Linked DNA regions of Mus musculus: region 1 is linked to region 2. Evidence: chromatin contacts called from public Hi-C data. All regions are on one chromosome and are shown on one strand. Each heading gives the region's core, a stretch centred on a gene start, on an enhancer-like site or on the middle of the called end of the contact. The rest is flanking DNA. Distances are from core to core; before and after follow the strand shown. Region 1 overlaps Emcn (endomucin). Region 2 has its middle 49 kb from the start of Gm26107.

Region 1 (6,151 bases), core at 783-3,282, 400 kb before region 2:
TGAAATGGTTTTACTGAAACAAAAATAATCACATGGAATTCCAGCTCCACATACATTCACTTCGCTGTTAATTAATTACTAAGGAAACTATAACTATTTGAATATTCTTTAGTCAATCTTAGCACATCTGTAAGGTGTTATATTGCTTATATATGTTTATGTTAAAATAAAATTAATTACAATCAATAAGATAAAACTCCATCAAGGTTAAAAAGGCATTTTTAATAAGTTATTTGCTTTAAGAATATTTAATTGACAAATGATGAATATGTTGAAGGCATTTGGCATGGTGATTTAAATAAAACGTTACTAGTGTGGAGATTGGAGATTTTGCCTTAGCTGAATACACTTCCATTAAGCTATATTTTTGTCTTTTCTGGTAATTTCTTACTGTAGGACAAAAGTGGAAAAGAAAAACAAAAGAAAAAAGAGAAAGAAAATGGCCATGGTGTGGTAACTAAGATCAGGCTTATGAAGAATTCTTCAATCAGGCTGTAGTTTGGGTTATAATGGAGTTACATGCTGAGTAACATTGAAAACAGGTTATCCGCAGCTCCATCCCTCCACTGTTGTCATTTGCATACTCTGCACGTCTACTTCCATGAACGGAGATACACATGTTACTCACTGGAATAGGAGGGGGTGGTTGATGGAGTGGTTGCAATCTTCCTATCCTCAGTATCTGTTATTTTGAGAAAGAAAACAACTCAGTCACCTTTGATAGATACGTTAATCCACATAACTCTCCCTCTACTCCCATTTAAGGAAATATTCATGATTTATAGTTATGATGTTGCAAATGCAAATTTTTTCCTCACCCTGCAAGAGTATGTTTCACAAATGAAGATGGATTGTGCTTATTTCACAAAGAACAGTAATGTAGAAGAACTTTCCATTTAGATACACAGAAATCATACCTTGAAGCAGTGACATGGTGTGTGCAGTTGTTAGAGATGCAGAGGATGTTGCAGTGATTTTCGGCAAGGCATCCAGTAGTTGAGTAGTAACTATAGGAAAATCACAAAGCCAGGCTCAGTTTAGGTATTGAGTCTTCATATTGGATTTCTTCGTAGCTTTAGACAGTCTGCATTTTTAAAGATCTGGGAAAACACTTTATTTCTGTATAAGAGAATCATTTCTCCTGGAACCATGACAGACTTTGGCATCACATGAACTGGATATCAGTACTGCATTATCCAGATAACTGGCCAAGAAAATTTGAGCAAGTCTCGTACTCTAGTCCCCAGCTCTTAAAACCAAAAGCACGAGGTTCTTGTGAGATGTAAATCTCTGATAAGCACTAGCCACCTTTCAGGTATTTTTAATGTTGGGAAATGTTATTTAGCCCATCTCACACTATCACACATGCTTAAAATAGGTATAAATGCAGAAAGCTTCTGGTTTTATGACATTTGTCAATGGCTAAAGATAGAACATTACTATGTAGCCTTTGATAAGAAGTCCGGGAGAAATGATAGAGGCTCCTTGATTTTCTTCTATAAGACTCTACAGCTACATGAACATCTTCCATTGAACATGACTGCTAGATTGTATCCTTGACCACGATCTTTTTTCCTTTAAGGAATATATCCTTTCCATATTTAATCAGAGGACTAAATAGATTATTATTATTAAAAATTATTAAAAATTTAACTATAGGACAACATCGTTTAATATATGTAACATCATGTACTGCATCTCACTATCATACTCCTGTATCATAGCTGCTACTTCATCCTTCTACAAAGCTCCCAGAGTGCAAAGGGCCTAACTCTCTCCATCCCTCCCACCAGGTCCTGCCTCAGCCAGAGTGCACTAAACAAGGCTAACCGCTTTCTTGCACTGACACATCCACTTTGCTTAGAACCCCGTAGAGGTGTTGAGACCCTGCATAATGGCACCAGGGAGATTGATATTTCTAGGGCTGCCATGGCTCCTTTCTCCTCTGCCACCCACAGCATAGCACACGCTGCATGCTCTGTGGGGGCAGAATCATGTTGGGAGTCGACACTCTGCTTGCCAGGCAAGAGATCTGTGGGAGGGAGCTGGATACATGCCCATAGGAACAAAGAGAAATGTCAGGCTAGTGCACAAAGCAAGGGGTGGGGGGAGAGGAAAAAAAGGAAAAGAAAGAAAAAAATTAAGTAAAAGAGCAGGAGCCAGCAGAGAGCTCCATACTGTTAGTTGTGGTTGCCTGTGTCCAGGGCTGCCTGGAGGTGAATAGTCTTTTAGGTGTTTTGGTAGAGGACAAGAGGGCTTGCTGTGTAACCAATGGCTGTTGGATTTGGAACAGCTAGTTTTCAAGACTCCACAGCCTCCCTCATTCCATCCTCATTTTCAGGCCAAGGGCTGATTTAGGACAATTTCTGATTCAAAGGATACCACCCCAAGCTTTCCATATGAAAATGAATTTGATTGTCCAGGGTCTTAAGTGAATGGTAAACACAGATGAAGCAGAAACTTGCAAGTTTCTATTTTAGATTTTTTTCCTGTAACTGGAATTCTTAAGAAGTCTTTTCTGAATTGAACACACACACACACACACATTTCTGTGACTATAACAGGAGTCACAGTATGATCTGATGATCATCATTTATTGTGTTAAAAATGTGCTACTCCAAAATTCTACCAAAATTCCACTGTCAGAGAAGGACCAAGTGAAGAATAATGGAGTAGTTAGGAATATGGTTCTGAAAGCTGAGTGCCAGAGCTAAATTCTAGTTGCAAAACTCACTTCCTGTGGAGACTTGGCAAGTGATTTAACCTCTTTCTGTCTGATTTTCTTACATGTAAATGGGGTTATAATAGTTTTACATTATACTGTTGCTATAAAGATTAAGTTAGAGTAAATTTAAATAGACCAGGAGAATAAATGACCCTAGCATAGTTATTTTAAATTACATAACATTATTTAATATATGCTGTATGATATTGTTATAATGTCCTTTAGGAAGGTGAACTTTCCAACTAAAGAGAGTTTGTCTAATTTCCTAAAAAATTCAGAGTATAGCCATGTGAAACTGACATGTCAGACATTTCTATGTTTCAGGTGTATTTTTCTCAAGTCAGAAGTGGGAGAAGCTGGAACTCATGTTGCCCTTAGATCATACATGTTTGCACTGGGTCCTGATTTTTGTGATTGTGTTGGTTATTGATCTATAGAGGCATTGTGCCAAAATTTAAATGCAATTTATTAACTTCAGGTCAAAATTTACATCAAGCTATGTGAAGCAAGTGCTCTTAGAGCCAAACCTATTGCACTGAAATGTGTTCATGTTTTCCCTACATGTGCTGAGCAGGGCCACTTTTCAACTTTGTAGACAAGGTTTCACTATATAGCCCTGACTATCCTGGACTTATTAGGTAGAGGTGGCTAAAAATCTCTTGTCCCTCCAGAGTGCAGGGGTCAAAGGCATGCAGCACCATGTACACATTTTTTCCTGTAAGCTTCATAAGTTGTTGGGGACTTTACTAACAGAAGACTTTAATTATGTTGTAAGAAATCTAAGTTTGACTTGAGAATGGTCTTCCAAGGACTGAAGTTGTAGAAATGTAGGTGGCTGTGATTTCCCCAAGCCTGATGAAAGCCTTGTAGGTAATAGTGCCCACCACTTCCTGAGCACCTCAAATACCTTCCAAGATTCTTTTGGGTTGTATGATTCCTTGATGACCATTTTAAAACTTCCTGAGCATGAATGCCAATCAAGGAGGCTTGTGCCCAGCTCCCCTCTCCTGCCCTCTCTTCACATCAGACTTACCTTTCTGTCTGATGGCGGCCTCTCCAGCCTTTCACTACCTCCTATGTTCATGTGTTTATTATTATTTTTATACATGCATATGAATATATAAATATAAACTATTGAGTCCATTTGGTGTTACTTGTATGGGTAAGTTTTTAGTGTTGTCCACTTGGTATTAAATAACAAGTACAGGTGCTGATGCTGACATTGGCATGCTGATGTTGAACATCCTGACACTCAAGGAAAGGATGCTGGGGTTCCTTCATCAGAAATGAAATGGTTGAGTAGAAAAGCAGCTAGAACACACTAAGTTCAGATGATGAACGCTATGCACACAGTTGGTATAGCTGTGTTAGCTGAGGGGAATATGATGGTGGGAATCCTTGAACTTTCTTCCAGCTTTAAGAAGGTAGATTCTTTTTTTTTTTCTTTTTTTTTTTTGTTTGTTTTTTTGTTTTTTTGTTTTTTTTTTTCCATTTTTTATTAGGTATTTAGCCCATTTACATTTCCAATGCTATACCAAAAGTCCCCCATACCCACCCACCCCCACTCCCCTACCCACCCACTCCCCCTTTTTGGCCCTGGCGTTCCCCTGTACTGGGGCATACAAAGTTTGCGTTTCCAATGGGCCTCTCTTTCCAGTGATGGCCGACTAGGCCATCTTTTGATACATATGCAGCTAGAGTCAAGAGCTCCGGGGTACTGGTTAGTTCATAATGTTGTTCCACCTATAGGGTTGCAGATCTCTTTAGCTCCTTGGGTTCTTTCTCTAGCTCCTCCATTGGGAGCCCTGTGATCCATCCATTAGCTGGCTGTGAGCATCCAATTCTGTGTTTGCTAGGCCCCTGCATAGTCTCACAAGAGATAGTTACATCTGGGTCCTTTCGATAAAATCTTGCTAGGGTATGCAATGGTGTCAGCGTTTGGATGCTGATTATGGGGTGGATCCCTGGATATGGCAGTCTCTACATGGTCCATCCTTTCATCTCAGCTCCAAACTTTGTCTCTGTAACTCCTTCCATGGGTGTTTTGTTCCCACTTCTAAGGAGGAGCATAGTGTCCACACTTCAGTCTTCATTTTTCTTGAGTTTCATGTGTTTAGGAAATTGTATCTTATATCTTGGGTATCCTAGGTTTTGGGCTAATATCCACTTATCAGTGAGTACATATTGTGTGAGTTCCTTTGTGAATGTGTTACCTCACTCAGGATGATGCCCTCCAGGTCCATCCATTTGGCTAGGTATTTCATAAATTCATTCTTTTTAATAGCTGAGTAGTACTCCATTGTATAGATGTACCACATTTTCTGTATCCATTCCTCTGTTGAGGGGCATCTGGGTTCTTTCCAGCTTCTGGCTTTTATAAATAAGGCTGCTATGAACATAGTGGAGCATGTGTCCTTCTTACCAATTGGGGCATCTTCTGGATATATGCCCAGGAGAAGTATTGCTGGATCCTCCGGTAGTACAATGTCCAATTTTCTGAGGAACCGCCAGACTGATTTCCAGAGTGGTTGTACAAGCCTGCAATCCCACCAACAATGGAGGAGTGTTCCTCTTTCTCCACATCCACGCCAGCATCTGCTGTCACCTGAATTTTTGATCTTAGCCATTCTGACTGGTGTGAGGTGGAATCTCAGGGTTGTTTTGATTTGCATTTCCCTGATGATTAAGGATGTTGAACATTTTTTCAGGTGCTTCTCTGCCACTCGGTATTCCTCAGGTGAGAATTCTTTGTTCAGTTCTGAGCCCCATTTTTAATGGGGTTGTTCGATTTTCTGAAGTCCACCTTCTTGAGTTCTTTATATATATTGGATATTAGTCCCCTATCTGATTTAGGATAGGTAAAGATCCTTTCCCAATCTGTTGGTGGTCTTTTTGTCTTATTGACAGTGTCTTTTGCCTTGCAGAAACTTTGGAGTTTCATTAGGTCCCATTTGTCAATTCTCGATCTTACAGCACAAGCCATTGCTGTTCTGTTCAGGAATTTTTCCCCTGTGCCCATATCTTCAAGGCTTTTCCCCACTTTTTTCTCTATAAGTTTCAGTGTCTCTGGTTTTATGTGAAGTTCCTTGATCCACTTAGATTTGACCTTAGTACAAGGAGATAAGTATGGATCGATTCGCATTCTTCTACATGATAACAACCAGTTGTGCCAGCACCAATTGTTGAAAATGCTGTCTTTCTTCCACTGGATGGTTTTAGCTCCCTTGTCGAAGATCAAGTGACCATAGGTGTGTGGGTTCATTTCTGGGTCTTCAATTCTATTCCATTGGTCTACTTGTCTGTTTCTATACCAGTACCATGCAGTTTTTATCACAATTGCTCTGTAATAAAGCTTTAGGTCAGGCATGGTGATTCCAGCAGAGGTTCTTTTATCCTTGAGAAGACTTTTTGCTATCCTAGGTTTTT
Region 2 (6,448 bases), core at 1,070-3,569:
TTATTGAAACATGTCTTTCTTTGTGAATTAAAATTCAGTTCTTTGTGTCATGACTGTTCGTGTTGTTCACGCCTCATGGTTCACCTGTGCTTTGCCATTCAGGTATGAAAATGTCACTTCTATCTGTATTCATTTGAAAACCTCAGACAGAGGAAATAAAATATGCACAGCAAAGAATAGGACTCTATACTGCCCTTTGGATATTGTGAGACTGTTTACCATCATCTATTGGAAATTTTGTTTTCAAACTATGATTCTTTTTTTTCCTGATCAAAAACTCTCTGTGGCAAAAGACAGTGATAATGGTGGCTAATCTCATCTCTACTCAGGAAGCCCAGAAAATGATGTCACTCTTGGACAATTTTTGATTGCACACTGGGGTTTCTCAACAGAAAAATGTCACAGAAACTTCACATAAAGAAATCCTGTATTAATTGCTTTCTTTTGAATATTTTTAAAATATCTGGATAGTGGTAAATTAAGATAAAAGAAAAAATTATTCATGTATGAAGCTCATATGCATAATGCATTGGCAAGGAGATTTTTGTTATGGTTGATAAAAATTAATCAGTCAAGACAATGTAGAGTAAGTCAGCATAAATCTTCCACACACAGTTGCTTATGGCAAACATCTCACAGATAGGGGGGATAGCATATATCTGACTGTTTCTAAACTGCCCCAATAAATCTTTGATTAAGAGAACCATATCACAATAGTTAACTAATGACATGTTTTTCAGAAGCATTGTAGTAAATAAATTAGGAACAGCACATCAGCTTTTCAATAGCCTGAAAGGAAAGATACTTAAATTTTAAGTGAGAAATACAAGATGTGGCAGGAATAGGAGTTGTACAATTTGCTCTTGATACTAGAGAACACACCATTAAACAAAGGGAGGAAATCATGATAAGATTTGGTCTATAGTGCTTCTAGGTCCCAAGATATGAGTCATCTAGGCCTGGGCTGAATGTCAGACTCATGTATGGTGAATGTTTATAAACTTATGGGGGAACAAGTCGATTCCAGTTCATTTCATATATTCTCCAAAAGTGGAGACTTGATTCAAAGATGACTCTCTTCCTTTCCTAGTGACCTATAAAGGAAAGTCAAAGCTCAGTAGGCACAGCTGAGCTAAGTGGAAACAACGGTCTATCCCCAGGAACAGACTGACAACTGATATACCCACCAACTCGAGCTCCTTTGTCCTTCAGACAGGCTGGCCATTTGTGTCCCTTCATGCTGGATCATGTGATGCCAAATTCAGTCCCTCCAATTATGCCCACAATTTTCAGAGAAATGTTTTATAAAGCTTTCACATACCTCTTAGCATTGGAAACATCTAGTATAGGACACTGTTTCTCACAAGACTGTCCATAAAGCCTGTCTATCCCACTTCCTGTCCTTCCCCTATCAAATTGTAGGTCCTTACACTCTCTGTTATTGCTTATTGCAATGGCTGTCACTCTTGAATAGCTTCTAGGAGCTGAGCTATGCTCAAGAGTTGTTTGTTTGTTTGTTTGTTTGTTTGTAATCTCATCATTGTTAAGCCATCTGCAGCAGGTCTTTGAGCCATTTAACCTCAGGTATGATGAACCTGTTCTCCACAAAAAGCTCAGTGCTCCTCAATGATTACAATTATTTATTTGTTCAAAGTCCAAAAGAAAAGAAACAGTGAAACACAAAATCTTAGCAACCATTCTTCATGTTTATGCTACTTTCTTAGCATATAACTGCCTTAATAAACAAATGGGGTGTGTGTTTTTTGAAGACTAGCTACAAAAGAATTTGAATAAACAGCCATAATGATAAAACAATAAATAGTTTATATTGCATGGTTTGCCTGCAGAACAAGAAGGAAAATAACATTACTTGCATATTATATTTACAGTGATTCTATATATCTTTGAAATCAAGATAGCATATCTCCTCTTTTCTCCATAGCATTGCATTTAATTAAATTTCTTTCTTTTTTTCTAAATGGACTGAGTCACTTGGCTCTGCTGTGTATATTTCAGGCTCCATGCATAAATTCTTTACCAGATTTCCATTTGGGGAGGATTAACCATTTTGCAATCTAATTTCCTTCCAGCATTATGTCTCTGGTTCTTTGTCAATATTCAGGAGGAAAGAAAAATACTTGAAATCTCCAAGGGTCTAGTTCTTTCTATACAAATGAACTCTTGGGTTAATCTCTGTGATTACTTTCTCTCCAGGCCTCGGAGACTTTGCATATGGACAATTTCTTCTCAAATAAACGCAGATTGAGCATTATCATCCCCCAAGTGTTCTGCTTCGATTATGCAGGGCTTGTGCCAGATTTCATCAGACAAATTCAAGTCTCTAGGCAGAGTTGTGGTCCAAGGGATTTTTGTCTTGGATGAGAATCTGGACTAATGATTTCAAACTCCAGTCTTGTTGCTTTTGAGAGCCTTGGCAATTAGTGTTGAACTTCCCTTAGCCTTCACATGATGGCTCTAGGATGTAGACTGGTGAAATTAAAATGATTTCATCACAAAATCTGGACCAGAACTCCTGAGACAAATCTCCAATCATCTTTTTATGTAACACCACAGCTCCATATGTGTGACTAATTTCATTTAAAAATTAAATCACTCTTTTAAATCCACTGATGTATACAAATTTAACAAATATCCCTATATTTAAACAGTACTAAAATACATTTGGGGACGATTAACCATTATTCACACATCTAAAGTAAGAATGAGTCTAGAAAACTATGATGTCTAGGTGGATGTCAGTAATGGCATAAATATGATTACCTGCTTGTACACAATCATCTTTCATAGTCAAGAAGTAAAAATGAATGACTACAACCTCTCATCCTACCTATAAAATCCCTTGAAGAACTTTGGGAATATTTACCCATGCTCAAATACTGAGGTTGGCAAAGGGCACATCTGGGCCTAGAAGAAAAATTTGCCAAATAATAGTGAAGCTTTACTGTGCTGCTGGTCTTGCTTAGCCAGAAAAGGGAAAGATCATTGGAAGTCACAAGCATCAAAAACCAGATTTGTGGCTAGTGAGATGGTTCAGCTGGTAAAGGAATTTGCTACCAAGCCTGCGGATCTGAGCTCCATCCCTGAAACCTACATCTCACAAGGTAGAAGAAGAGAATTGACTCACAGCATGCACACACACACACACACACACACACACACACACACACACCAGAAAAGCAAGCTGCAATTAACAATGTAAACAACCAAATCAAAAATTTATAAAAAGTAGAATCTGTTAAGCTTAGGAATATCTTAACCAATATGTGTAGCTTGAAGATCTTACTTTATATACATACCAAGTAGCAAATATTCAGAGTATCAATAAAAATGAATCCTAAAGCCTGGTTTAATTTTTTGCAGGTTTTTCATTGATAATGATACATAAAAATGATATATTTTACAATAAATGGCAATTTGGATTTAATTACATAAAAAGTATACTTAGTTTTGTTTTGGGTGCATTGAAAAATATTTACAATCTTTAGGAAATTTTATTATTTACAATAATTTGCTAAATTATACTACAGAAATATATAGAACATAACCCCAAACTTAATTTGATCCTTGTATCATATATATAGTATCCAGCTGAGAGTTTGTGAGGGCTAGTTTTGTCATGTGGAAATGTGGGAAATAAGTGATCACAAGCTTTGGGTTGGACTTGAGTAGGATGAAATCCTGACTGAAAGACAAGTAAATTATTTTCATCAACCAGGTCAACCCAATTGTTTCCAAGATGACATACTGAATACAATTATTATATACCATGTACATGTGGTACAGTGTGTGTGTGTGTGTGTGTGTGTGTGTGTGTGTGTGTGTGTGTGTGTGTTTTCTCCAGAGCATGGAAGGAAGGAAGGAAGAAAGGAAGGAAGGAAGGAAGGAAGGAAGGAAGGAAGGAAGGAAGGAAGAAGGAGAGAAGAGAGAAAGGAAGAAAGGAAGGAGGGCTCGAGCCAAATATCTCAGCAGAGATATGATGGTGTGAGAAAAGCTGTGCCATTACACCATTTGTCCTTCCAGAAGGGACATCCTCTTGTAAGTCCTACAATGGTACAAGATGTGCTAGTAGAAGCCAAGGATGACAGATATTACAATTAATCACTTCAGGAGGAAAAAAACAGAGTGCTGCAGAGATGAGCAGGTCATAATTGAAGACAGGAGTCAGAAAGATGTGTTGCATGTTCAGAGAACAGGCAAAGGTTCTTACTGGGGACCAGTAGAGACCAGAAAGAGAAAGTGAAATGGGATTAGATTATGGTGATGCTTCAAAGCCAATCCTCTGAGAACACTAGATTGAAGACTGAAAATGGGGACTTTTACTATAACTAAGAATGATTGTTTGAATTCTAAGTGAATCCCCTAAACCGAAACTTGTCTGAAAAAATATGACACTTGTGTTAGCATAGGCAGGTGCTACAGAAGAAAGAACAAGCAGTTCTGACCTATTTGAACTTAATTGGGTAGACAAGAAAAAACCATACTCAACTTTGCTTCTGAGACTGTCATGGTAATAAGAATAGTTAGGAGAAAGGTGTATGACAGTATTAGGGCAGAGAAGTGTTGAAGGAGAAGGCCATTGACTTTTAAACAATCATCAAGATGTGCTCATGAGCATCTGACAAAGAGTGGCAAAGAATGAAAAATCATTCTTCACTGATGAGGTCATGCTTCAGTTCTAGGTAACTAAGAAATCATAGAGTCACTGATGGGGACTCCAAGGAAGCAGTAGTAATACATGATAATAGTGAGAGGAAGACAGACACATACACACACACACACACACACACACACACACACACACACACACTACCCTGGAAAAGCCTCATGGCTCAAAGGCTTATGGAAAAAAAAACAAGTGTCTGAAATCTAAAGAAAACATTAGGTTCAGAACGTATAAAGGGTGGATGGGTCACTGCTTAAAACACCCATAAGTGGATTATTTATTATTATTATTATAAAATAAGAGGTAAATATGGGTGCTATGGCAAATGTCTGTAACACAGAAATCACAAGGCTGTGGCAGGAGGAGAGAAAGTTCAAGGCCAGCCTGTCACATGTCTCCCAACCCATATACACACACTGTTTATTTAGAAATAAAAACAAAATATTGGATCATTTTCGTTGCCACAGATTTTTTCAAAGCCTTGAGTGTACTGTCTGTTCTTCAATCAGAGAAATACACTATAGCCTTGTTTTATGTTGCAGCCAGACTTAATGTTCTCCTTAAGTCATGACAAAGTACATTGGTACTCAGGGCAAAGCAGGAAAAATTGTAGTATAATCAAACCTGCTTCAAGAGACCTGGGACAGGGGTCACCCTTTAAGGTAGCATAGGTATAGAGACAGAGGGGAGGAAAGAGAAAAGAATACTCACACTACAGATTCTAGGAGAATGCTCTTCTCAATTAGTAACACATGGTGAATGACAGCATTATCATCTAAAGGTAGTCACAGGAAGTCAAAGATTATGTCTGAGAATTGGCACAGACAAACTTGAGAGCAGGTTCAATACCACAAACCAGCCACATCAGGATATCTGTCAGCAAATAGAACGTCATGGAGTTCCTGTGGATGGGGGCTACATGACCTAAATAAGATATAGTAAAATAAAACATGACTTAAACTACAGAGATTCATTATGCTACAGATACCCAGACACATGTACAAAACTAAACTTTGAGGATGAGTGCTTGCATATAGCACTGTTTTTTGTTTGTTTGTTTGTTTGTTTTTGTTTTTGATAAGGGAGCTATAGACATAGAGTGTCATAGTTAGCTTCAGTTCCCAACGACACAACCTGAATCACCTGGGACATAGGAACATCACATGAGGAGTTACCTAGAAAAGATAGGCCAGTGACCATGTCTGTGGACATCTTCTTAATTGTTAATAGATGGAGGAAGTCACAACTGTGGGTGATGACAACATCTCTAGGCAAGTAACAGATGCCCATTTGAGAATGATGTCTGAATGTGAGCCAGGGAAAGATCAGGTCAGTAAGCACCATTTCTTCATGGCCTCTACTTAAGTTTCTACCTTCAGTTTCCTGCTTGATGTTGAATGGTAACCTGTAAGCTGAAATAAATTCTTTCCTCACCAAGTTGTTTTGGTCAGTGTTTTTATCCAAGAAATCAAAACAAGCTAAAATAGTGGGTTAAGGCTCGTGCCAATAAGACCAACAGAATTTCATCCCCAAAACTCATATGGTGGAAGAAGAGAAACAACTCCTACAGCTTGTTGTCTAACATAATACATACATATATTATGGCAGGCGCGCGCGCGCCCACACACACACACACACACACACACACACACACACACACACACACACACAAGTGAATGTAATAGCTTTTTAAAGTAAAATATAAGGTTCCGTGGTTCACACATTGCAACATTTTCCACTGCACTCTAGGATACTATTGCATAA

Evidence for each region. Hi-C and Micro-C count contacts between places; a contact is called where the count stands out from the background.
Region 1: a contact with region 2 is called in a Hi-C map of cortical neurons, with 3 times the contacts expected there. The contact joins two enhancer-like sites. A contact is called at or near these places in 2 of 484 Hi-C or Micro-C datasets (both in cortical neurons) and 1 of 115 datasets of contacts at active chromatin or transcription factors (neural progenitor cells).

The regions. Positions count from the first base shown.
Region 1 is chr3:137,411,577-137,417,727 of GRCm38.p6, reverse strand. Emcn (endomucin) reads right to left here. Exons shown (of 12, transcript NM_001163522.1): 6 at 918-1,007; 7 at 629-682. Among named protein-coding and RNA genes, the nearest start is that of Gm38650, 45 kb to the right of the region's middle. Within about 2 kb of position 2,032, at least 35 of the 459 cell types and tissues checked have an H3K27ac peak or open chromatin away from gene starts, as enhancers often do. A contact at or near this core is called in cortical neurons, where this site is marked.
Region 2 is chr3:137,016,037-137,022,484 of GRCm38.p6, reverse strand. No RefSeq gene overlaps it. Among named protein-coding and RNA genes, the nearest start is that of Gm26107, 49 kb to the left of the region's middle. Within about 2 kb of position 2,319, at least 8 of the 459 cell types and tissues checked have an H3K27ac peak or open chromatin away from gene starts, as enhancers often do. A contact at or near this core is called in cortical neurons, where this site is marked.